2 separate regions of the Mus musculus genome follow, and region 1 is linked to region 2. A link is a contact called in public HiChIP or PLAC-seq data. All regions are on one chromosome and are shown on one strand. Each heading gives the region's core, a stretch centred on a gene start, on an enhancer-like site or on the middle of the called end of the contact. The rest is flanking DNA. Distances are from core to core; before and after follow the strand shown.

The links. HiChIP or PLAC-seq counts read pairs in DNA pulled down with a chosen protein or histone mark.
Region 1: an H3K27ac HiChIP or PLAC-seq map of heart atrium shows a contact between it and region 2, with 13 read pairs. The contact joins the enhancer-like site here to the promoter of Strn in region 2. A contact is called at or near these places in 1 of 484 Hi-C or Micro-C datasets (cardiomyocytes), 8 of 115 datasets of contacts at active chromatin or transcription factors (the SCID.adh cell line, bone marrow-derived macrophages, embryonic fibroblasts and 4 more) and 3 of 9 other capture datasets (adipose tissue, liver and pancreatic islet).

Annotation. Positions count from the first base shown.
Region 1 is chr17:78,789,040-78,793,894 of GRCm38.p6, reverse strand. It overlaps Heatr5b (HEAT repeat containing 5B), which reads left to right. Exons shown (of 36, transcript NM_001081179.1): 25 at 2,279-2,460. Among named protein-coding and RNA genes, the nearest start is that of Heatr5b, 44 kb to the left of the region's middle. Within about 2 kb of position 2,359, at least 34 of the 459 cell types and tissues checked have an H3K27ac peak or open chromatin away from gene starts, as enhancers often do. A contact at or near this core is called in adipose tissue, cardiomyocytes, extraembryonic endoderm stem cells and 1 more, where this site is marked.
Region 2 is chr17:78,735,255-78,740,172 of GRCm38.p6, reverse strand. Strn (striatin, calmodulin binding protein) reads left to right here and starts at 3,612. Exons shown (of 18, transcript NM_011500.3): 1 at 3,612-3,919. The coding sequence starts at 3,686.

The DNA of each region.
Region 1 (4,855 bases), core at 1,110-3,609, 55 kb before region 2:
TTCATGTCATTGTTTAGTCCATATTAACTGAGTCCTATTTACTGAATATTGAGAATGTAAAGAATCAAAATCATAGTCATACTTAAAAAACCCTAGTAGTGCAGATGATAGAGAGGTGACGTATGAACCCAGCGTGTATGATGATCCCGACAGAGGTGCTGGGGAGATTCTTAAGAACGTGGTTTGTGGGCTAGAGCCATGGCTTGGTGGTTAAAAGCCCTTGCTGCTCTTGTGGAGGACCAGGTTCAATGCTCAGACTATCAAATGACTCACAAATGCTTGTAACTCTAGTGCCAGAGAATGTGATGTCCTCTTCTAGCTGCCATGGGCCTCCATGGGTGTGCACTAGCTATTCCATCTAAGAGGGGAGTGCTGCTCATATGCAGAATCTGTTCACAGTATGGTTCTGTGATTCCCCCATGCACTCTGCATGTACTGTTTGCTTCATGGTGCTTCACAGCTATGGCTGGATGGTAAGATGGTCTCAGCTTAGGTTCCAGTATGAAACATGAGCCAACTCTGACTGAAAAATTGCAAACCTGGCCCTTTCCAGGTTGCCCTTTGGATACATCCTCATCTCCTAGTCTTCCTGTGTACTGCGCTTTAGCTATAGGAACGGTCGCTCCTAGACTGCAGTAAACCTCCCAGCCCTCCTAGTTACCCTTTACATTTCCACCCTTTACATATTCACCTGAGATTTTAGAAAAAAGGTAGAGAGGTTTATGGGTGGAGACTGGTAGGGAAAGCAGCTCTCATTTCAGGTCCAGTTGCTTGATTGGGAGTTTGATAGATTCCTAGATTTTGTGAATTAGATGACAGAGAGGACAAGAATTATTGTCTTTTATTCTTCCATTTATTTATTATTTATGAATTATTTCTTGTTATTTACATTTTGTTTATTTGCATTTATATAGCCTGAGTAGATCCATTTTAATTCAGATCCTCCTGTCTGGGACTTTTCCCCCCAAACTCTGTCAGTGGCTTCTTATACCTCACAAGGCTGGTTGCTTGTCTAACCTCCTCTAGAGGAGGGAGCTTTGGAGTCTTCCAGCCAAATTCTCTTCCTTCTCTCTTTACCTTCAGTGTCTACCACCAACATACACTCTTTAAACTTTAAATGTTAAATTTGGTTTTTAAAGATAGGAACTTGAGGAAACCTGTCTTGTTAACTTTTGGGGGTGGGGTGAGTCACTGAGTTGCCAGGACTTCAGTCCTCTGGACGAGAGCACTGGAGTGTGAGCATTTCTTCTGGTGTGTGTTCCCGGTATTTTAAGTTCACTGATCTTTGTACCTAGCTTATCCTAATGTCACCCAGCATCTTTCTTGTCATATGGTGTGCCTTATGGCCTCACACTCTCTCCAGCTCCATCACAGTCACGCTCCCCTTTACTGTGTGGCATTGCACAGTGCCTGTAACTTCTTGCCTGCCAATTCTGTTCTCTCTTTCTTTCATATTTGAACCAGTTTCTGGTCGTTGATCCTTCCTTTCTGCTGGGAGCCTGGGAGCTGGGTTCTCTACATCTTTATGACCTTGGCACTTTGTCATCAGATGCTGGGCATTATACCTGCTGTGCTAGCACTGGATTTTGCTCTTCCATTAAATTGTGGTGAACTCTGTCCTGAGATGCAGTAAAATTAGTGCAAATTGCGCCATTTGAATTCTTTTGAGATTTGCTTTTAAGCAAAGTCCAGGGTTACCCTTGACCTGGTGCTAAAAGTACAAGACTCCCTCCCCATTCTGTTCTCATAAAAAGTCTTTTAAAAAATAATTTTGTAACTACATTTCCTGACTACACACTGTTTTTCTACAATAGGGACTGTCAGACCTGTGATCGTAATGCAACCCACAAGCGTGTTTTGTAAATAGTTTACTGGGATTCATCACACTCATTTCTATAGCATTGTCTGTTGTGTTCTCTAAGTCCTTTCTGCCTGCTTCCATAGTGTAGCAGCAGAGCTGAATAACTGCCTGAGAGAGAATGTGGCCTGCAAAGCCAAAAATAGTATCTGACCCTTTACAGGAAAGTTCTGCTAGGGCCTGTTCTGAGAGAACTACAAGCCCATTTGGGAAAGCCATGGTAATCATGTATTTTGCTGTAGCTGTCAGTGTCTATCCTGTAGTTGTCTGTGTTTGAGTGGTCTACTGCTGCACTGAGACACTTGAGTTTTATTTTTTAGATATTGTGGATCATAAGTGCTTTATCGAATTGTTTCCTATTTTTATGCATTGTCCTAGTCTGGGTGAACTTTCCCTTGTACAGTCTGTTTTCCTTTGCAGATGACCTCCTAGTATTGCATCTCTCTGACCTGATTCGAATGGCATTCATGGCTGCAACTGATCATAGCAACCAACTGCGAATGGCTGGGCTCCAGGCACTTGAAGACATTATCAAGAAATTTGCATCTGTGCCTGAGCCAGAATTTCCAGGTCATGTGATCCTGGAGCAGTATCAAGCTAATGTAAGTTTTGTGGCTTATATAGACTAAATGAAGTTTGTGAGGGTCACTAAAGGAGGGAATATGGTCTCTTCATGTGGCGCTCAAAGCTTCATGATCGTTTCAAAGCTTCAGCCAGCCCACAACTGGAGAAGGGTCAAACTGCTGGAACTATTTTTAGGCTGTGAGAGCCTATCAGTGATAAAACTAGAATAGAAATTCCAGCCTTGCCTTCCAGTCTTGTGCTTAGATGTTCAGCCACGTCATACCCTGCCATTTAAATGATAAAGGGACATTCACAGAAATGCTGCAGATTTGCTGCCATTGTCTATGTGTACCCTGAAGCTGGATGAACGGTTTTAGAAACAAGCCAGGTTCTGTTGTAAACCGAGCGAGGAGATGGCTCCTGGTAACAGCTCCCACAGGCATCACTGAAAGGAACAGACTTACACATCCTAAACTTGTTTTTCCTGAGATTTGTACTCTAAGATTTCAGTCACACAATAAACCAATCCTAGTAATGGGGAAAAGGCTCTGTGAAAGTTAGGGAAACGTTACAGGCAAGCAAAATGAAGTCGTCTTTCTTTCTCTCTTTCTTTCTTTCTTTCTTTCTTTCTTTCTTTCTTTCTTTCTTTCTTTCTTTCTTTCTTTCTTTCTTTCTTTCTTCCTTTCTTCCTTTCTTCCTTTCTTCCTTTCTTCCTTTCTTCCTTTCTTCCTTTCTTCCTTTCTTCCTTTCTTCCTTTCTTCCTTTCTTCCTTTCTTCCTTTCTTTCTTTTTAACTGAATTATGCCGAAACTTGGTTTCAGACACACATGTCTTGTCTAAAAGCTGCATTCAAGCCAGGTGGTGGTGGTACATACCCTCAATCCAGCACTCCAGAGGCAGAGACAGGAGGATCTCTGTGAGTGAGGCCAACATGTTCTACATAGTGAGTTCCAGGAAAGCTGGGTCCACATAGAGAGACCCTGTCTTAAAAGAAAGCAAGAGAGAGAGTGAGAGAGCAAGAGAGAGGAAGGAGGGAAGGAAAGAAGGAAGGAAGGGGGGAAGAAAAGGAAAGGAAAGGAAAGGAAAGGAAAGGAAAGGAAAGGAAAGGAAAGGAAAGGAAAGGAAAGGAAAGGAAAGGAAGGAAGCAAGCTAGCTGTGTTCATATATTCCCCAAAACTGTACCTATGAGTAATGTGTAATCCTATTACATACATGTGGGAAGTTTTATCTTTAGTCCAAGTGGCTGTATACAGCTGCTTACTCCCATACAGAAAGAAGGTCTCTTATTTAACTCAGGGTTTTAGTGAAGGCCTATAGTCTCAGGAGGTACAAGTAAGAGCAGGTCACATTCCAGACCATCCTTGGCTACGTGACCATGCCTCAAAACAAACAAACAAAACCAAAACCAGCAACAATACTCCTATCCATTAAAAAAAAAGTATTTATGTTTATATGAGTGTTCTGACTTCCTGCATGTCTGCATGACAGAAGAGGGCATCAGATCCCCTTATAGATGGTTCTAAGCCACCATGTGGTTGCTGGGAATTGAACTCAGGACCTCTGGAAGGGCAACCAGTGCTCTTAACCACTGAGCCCTCTCAAATCTTGTTTTATAATTTATTTTTTATACTCCATATTCCATTCCCCCCCCCCGCCCACCCCAATTCACTGTCCAACTGCTCCACATCTTACACCTCCTCCTCACCCCCCACCCCCACCCCACCTGACCTCTAAACTACCTGGGGCCTCCCGTCTCTTGAGGGTTAGGCGCATCATGTCTGAATGAACACAGACTCAGAAGTCCTCTGCTGTATGTGTGTTGGGGGCCTCATATCAGCTGGTGTATGCTGCCCGTTTGGTGGTCCAGTGTTTGAGAGATCTCCAGGGTCCAGATTAATTGAGACTGCTGGTCTTTCTACAGGATCGCTCTTCTCCTCAGCTTTTTTCAGCCTTCCCTAATTCAACAACAGGGGTCAGCAGCTTCTGTCCATTGGTTGGGTACAAATATCTGCATCTGACTCTTTCAGCTGCTTGTTGGGTCTTTCAGAGGGCAGTCATGATAGTTCCCTTTTTGTGAGCCCTCCATAGCCTCAGTAATAGAGTCAGGCCTTGGGACCTCCCCTTGAGCTGGATCCCACTTTGGACCTGTCGCTGGACCATCCTTTTATTTAGAAATAATTTCAAATATTTAGGAAAAAAATCTAAAATCTGAAACCATTTGTATCCTTTCCCCATATTTGTCTATTGCTTATTTTGATTTATTTGTTTGGAAGATGACTCTTTCTCTTCCTCTCTCCTTCCTGCTGTGCCCTTTTATTATATAGTGATAATAGAAAGGCTTATTGACAGAATATTCTCCCCTTTTCTTGTGTGTATGGTGAGAGTGAGTCCACGTGTCTGAGAGGGGGAGCTTGTCTACACACATGAATGTTTG
Region 2 (4,918 bases), core at 2,363-4,862:
CTTAGAAGTCACCACCTCAACGGTTGCTCTGTGTGCTCAGAAAAGAAGCTATTGGCCCTGCCACTTGGGCTTTATTGGATAATGAAGATATTGGAACATCAACAACACCATGAGTTTTGTTTGAGGCTTAGAGGTTAGCTTAAGCATCAGTCTTGTTGGTTTTAGGATTTAACTCTTACTGAAGTCCTGGAGTGGGAGTGAAGAAGGCAAAAGGGAAATTAATTATGGCATTGACCAGGGCCTTAAGTGTGTGTGTGTGTGTGTGTGTGTGTGTGTGTGTGTGTGTGTGTGTGTACAAATTTCATTTAGTCTTGTGAACTATATTATAAAAAGTTATGATTATTTAGTATATACCATAGGTAGGTATTATGGTAAACATTTAAATTCATTCTCCTATATGACCTCACACTGATTTTGTAAGACATGTGTTATGCTTTAATAAAGTTGACAGTCCTGCCTTCCATCCCCAGGAACCCACACACTAAAGGGAGAGAACTTACTCCATAAGTTATTCTCTGACCTCCACTCATGAGCAGCAAACACACACACACACACACACACACACACACACACACACACACATGTTTTAGAATCTAGCTCATATAGTAATACAGGATTCAGGGTCCTTATTAAAACAAAGAACCTTAAAACTTTAAAAAATGTACTGAGTTTTGTTAAACTACCAACAAAATATTACCACATGCAGATCTTTTAAAGTAAGTTTAATATCCTATTTTACTATAACTCTTAATATTTTGACTTATTGAATGTTATGTCCATGATATGAACCATCAATGCTATTTTGATTGTAAAGATGTACTCAAAAGCAAAGAAATTATTTGATAATAAAGTTTAAATAAGAATGAAAATGATTCTCTAGTATGTATCCATAGTAGTCCAGGATGTTGATACTTTTGGGAAGTATGTGAGTGTAGCATGTGTATGTGTGTGTGCATGTCTGAAATCCATGAGTGTAGCATGTGTATGTGTGTGTGCATGTCTGAAATCCATGAGTGTAGCATGTGTATGTGTGTGTGCATGTCTGAAATCCATTAGTGTAGCATGTATATGTGTGTGTGTGTGTGTCTGTCTGAAATCCATGAGTATTCCTTGATTAATCCCCAGCTCTATTTTATTTTTGTTTGTTTGTTTTTAAATAGAGTCAGGAATCTCTCACTGAACCTAGAGTTCATCTGTTTGGCCAGACTGGCTAGTCACTTATATCCATAAATTTACCTGTCTCTACTTTATATCCTGCCATCTCCCATTACTGAATTACAGGTCATTGCCTGCACCTCGCTTTTATGTGTGTGCTGTGGATTCAAACCCAGTTTCCCATGCTTAGATGGCAAGTACCTTATTGACTGAATCATCTACCCTGCCTTATTATCTATGCATTTAATTATGTTTTATAGTCTTTTGTGAATCAGTTTAAAGCCATTGTCTTGTCTGACATGTCTTCTGTTAGAGGAAAAAAACAGATTGTTTAACACCCAAGCTTATAAAAATTACTTAAATCGCTCAGATGAAAAAGTTCCAATCTTAGCCAGGTGGTGGCACACACTTCTTTAATCCTAGCACTTGGGAGATAGAGGCAGGTAGATCTCTGAGTTGGAGGCCAGCCTGGTCTTACAGAGCAAGTCCCAGGACAGCCAGGGCTACACAGAGAAACCCTGTCTCAAAAATCCAAGAAACAAAAAACAGAAAGAAAAGGATAGGGAAAAAAAAAAGAAAGGAAAAAAATTCTATTTATGTTTTCTTGGTTCTGATAGATATAAGAGTAGTCAGCATGTTTTTAATTAATTAAAATTAAATCAGATAGATAGAGAAATATATAACTAGCCCTGGCTGTCCTAGAACTCATGCTGTAGACCAGGCTGGTCTCAAACTCAGAAATCTGTTTCCCTCTGCTTGTCTCTTGTCTCTGGGCTGTGCCACCATGTCCAGCTTAATTTTTTTAAGGTTACTGGGCTAACAGGCAGGTAATCTGGGTGCTAGTTTTGGTAGTCATCTGTCATTCAAGGTCTCATTGAGGACAGTCTCAATTTCTTGAGCTGTGAATGAATCAGGCTGGATCTCAAAGAACATTTAGAGCCAAACTAATTTATGACACAAGGAATTTGGCCAGGCCTGGATCAACTTTTTATGATAATAAAGAATGAATTCACAAAGCAGAAACATTCAGTAACTGAGCAGAGGGCTTTGCCATCGCTCTTTGCAACCCGAGCAGAGACAATGTGTTTCCTGTCCTTTTCACAAGTTGCCATGGGAAGACCAGGGAACAGAGAGGACAGGGACAGGATGCCCTTCCCTTGCAAGTCACTCATCAGCTTGTATCTTGACTCTCTTTTTTTCTTTTTTCATGTCCACCAGATCAAAACAAAATTACAATTTTTTTTTGTTGGAGTGACAGATAAATAATTACTTAATTTCGTTTTCATTTCTTAAATGTTCTTCAGGCACATTCCTTTCTCCAGTTGGTGTAGTGTAAATTTATAATGATAATAGTTATCAGGGTACTCAGAGAGGGAAAACACTGGCAAACCACTTAGAAGGAAAGGATTTTAGTGTGCCTTTGGTGTAAAGATCAATTGCCCAAGAAATTAGGAAAGCGACAAGTGGGAAGGGGAGGTTCCCGGGTTCAGGAGTGCAATAGAGCAAAAAGGGACTTTGTTCCTTCTGATTGTAGCCCTTAGGGCTCTGTGACTCTATATGTATGTCAACCTCCTTTTGATGACAAGAACTGTGACATCTATCTTTATATTCCTGGCACGGAATATTACTGACAATAAAATACTTGTTCAAGCGAATTGAGTGAAAACTGCCGCAAAGATGGGGGGAAAAATGAGATTGGACAGGCAGCACTTCTTTATTACTGGAGATCTAAAACTTTGGCAGAATTTACAAGCAGGATTAGCACAGAGAAAGGGACTTTTAATACTAATATTTCAGACCAAGTGTTAAACTGGAAATTAGAAAAAGCCCTCATGGCAAATGTCGAACCTTAGCAGAAAGAGAGAAGACCAGAGTTCCTCCTCCTAAGGGAAAACTGGTCTGTTAACAAGCACTGAGCCCCTCTGGGGATGAATGGTAGGCTCGATGGCAAGCCGTGGTCCAGGGGTGTCGAGGCTTTGATGAACCCCGAAAAGGGCGACGAGGGGGCAGACGACCGGATGGCTTGCCCAGCGCCTATTTCTTAACAAAACGACCAGGAAGCCCTAAACTAAGTGGAGCTAGGGCTGGTACTTGGCGTGATAACTTCCGCGTGCGAATATGCAACAGGGAGCGCCGCTCGCGAACTTCCGCATGAAGGGAGCCTGCGGCGGCGCGACCCGAGGGGCATCGGCTGGCCGCACTGCCGAAGAGGAAACCCGCGGAGCCGTCAGGGGAGGGCGTGGCGAGGAAAGGGCGTGGCTTCGGTCCGGCCTCCGAGAGGCGCAGGCCTACAGGCAAGCGGGGTTCGCCACGCCCCGGGACTACATTTCCCGGCAAGCCCCGCGGGCCGCAGTTGACCCACTTCCCGGCCCGTCACGGGCTCGCCCGGCCCCCGCGCCCGGGCGGCTGCTCCCTGCTGACTGGGGTGTGGGCGGGGAGCGGCGGAGGGAGGAGGCAGAGCTGGCCGCCGCAGTTTGCCGCCGCTGCTGGGCGCCTAGGCAGAGAGCTCCCCGGGGTTCGTGCGGCCGCCATGGACGAGCAGGCGGGGCCCGGCGTCTTCTTCAGCAACAACCACCCGGGAGCTGGCGGTGCTAAGGGGCTCGGGCCTCTGGCGGAGGCTGCAGCGGCCGGAGACGGAGCGGCTGCGGCGGGGGCGGCCCGAGCTCAGTACAGCCTCCCGGGGATCTTGCACTTCCTGCAGCACGAATGGGCCCGCTTCGAGGTGGAGAGAGCCCAGTGGGAGGTGGAGCGGGCGGAGCTGCAGGTAAAGACCCTCCCGGCCTGGCGGTCCTCATCCCGCCTCTTCTCTCTCTTCAGCCCCGCCCCAGACCCTTCGCCCCCTCCCCCAGCCCGCTCGCGCCCCCTCCCCCTTGCCTTGCGCCCATCACTTCCAGAATCTCATCCCCCTTCCTCCAGTCACCTTTGACTTTTTTTTGCTGATCCCACTTCCTTGAGCCTGTTTTCCCACTCCTTCTGATCCATTTACCCTCCCGGCGGCTGTTTTCCCCACTCTCAACTCCGGTGCTTATTCCTACTGGTTTGCCATGCCACATTTTGGGGTTGTCTGTCCCTTTCGGTTTACTGATTGGGTTGACAGTAGTTTTGAGAGACTCCGAGCAGATCATCCTGGCTCAACCTGACGCACCCTAGGTCTAGAGACGTTCCTCGCAGAAGGGTTTGGCAGTTGTCTATCGCTCACTCTGCAAGGAAGGTGACCAGAGAAAGCAACACAAGTTGTATCAGTGAGGCCTTGGCTTTCCTCGAGAAACTGATGTTACTAGCAGTGTCAGCTCCAGTTTTATGTCTGAAAATGTTTCCCTGTCTGCCCTTTGACCCCATCCCGCATTCGCGTTTGGGTTAGACTCATAGGTTTCAGTGAAGGATTTGATTGATGGGAGTCAGAAAATGGGCAGAGGTGGGACATCTTTTCACAGAATCTCAAACTTCCCAAGAGTTGATTTGTATGTCCAGAGCTTAAAAGGAACTAAAGGGGCTTCAGGGCTACGTTGCCCCCTTGCATAACCTGCCAGATAAAGCATGCTTATCTGAGAGGAGCTCTTGTGCGCCAGAGAAGCATGAAAGGTTGGTAACTCACTGGTCACTCTGAGTTGGTAAGTAGGTTTACTGTGACTGTTTATAAAACTTCCAACACATACACTAATTTCCAGAGGAACTCAAAGAGCTGTGAATTGTGCCTCTCTGTTTTATGGGCTAAATCTGTATGCTTATGAAATTTGAGTACAGTTTTAGTTTGTTTGCGAAG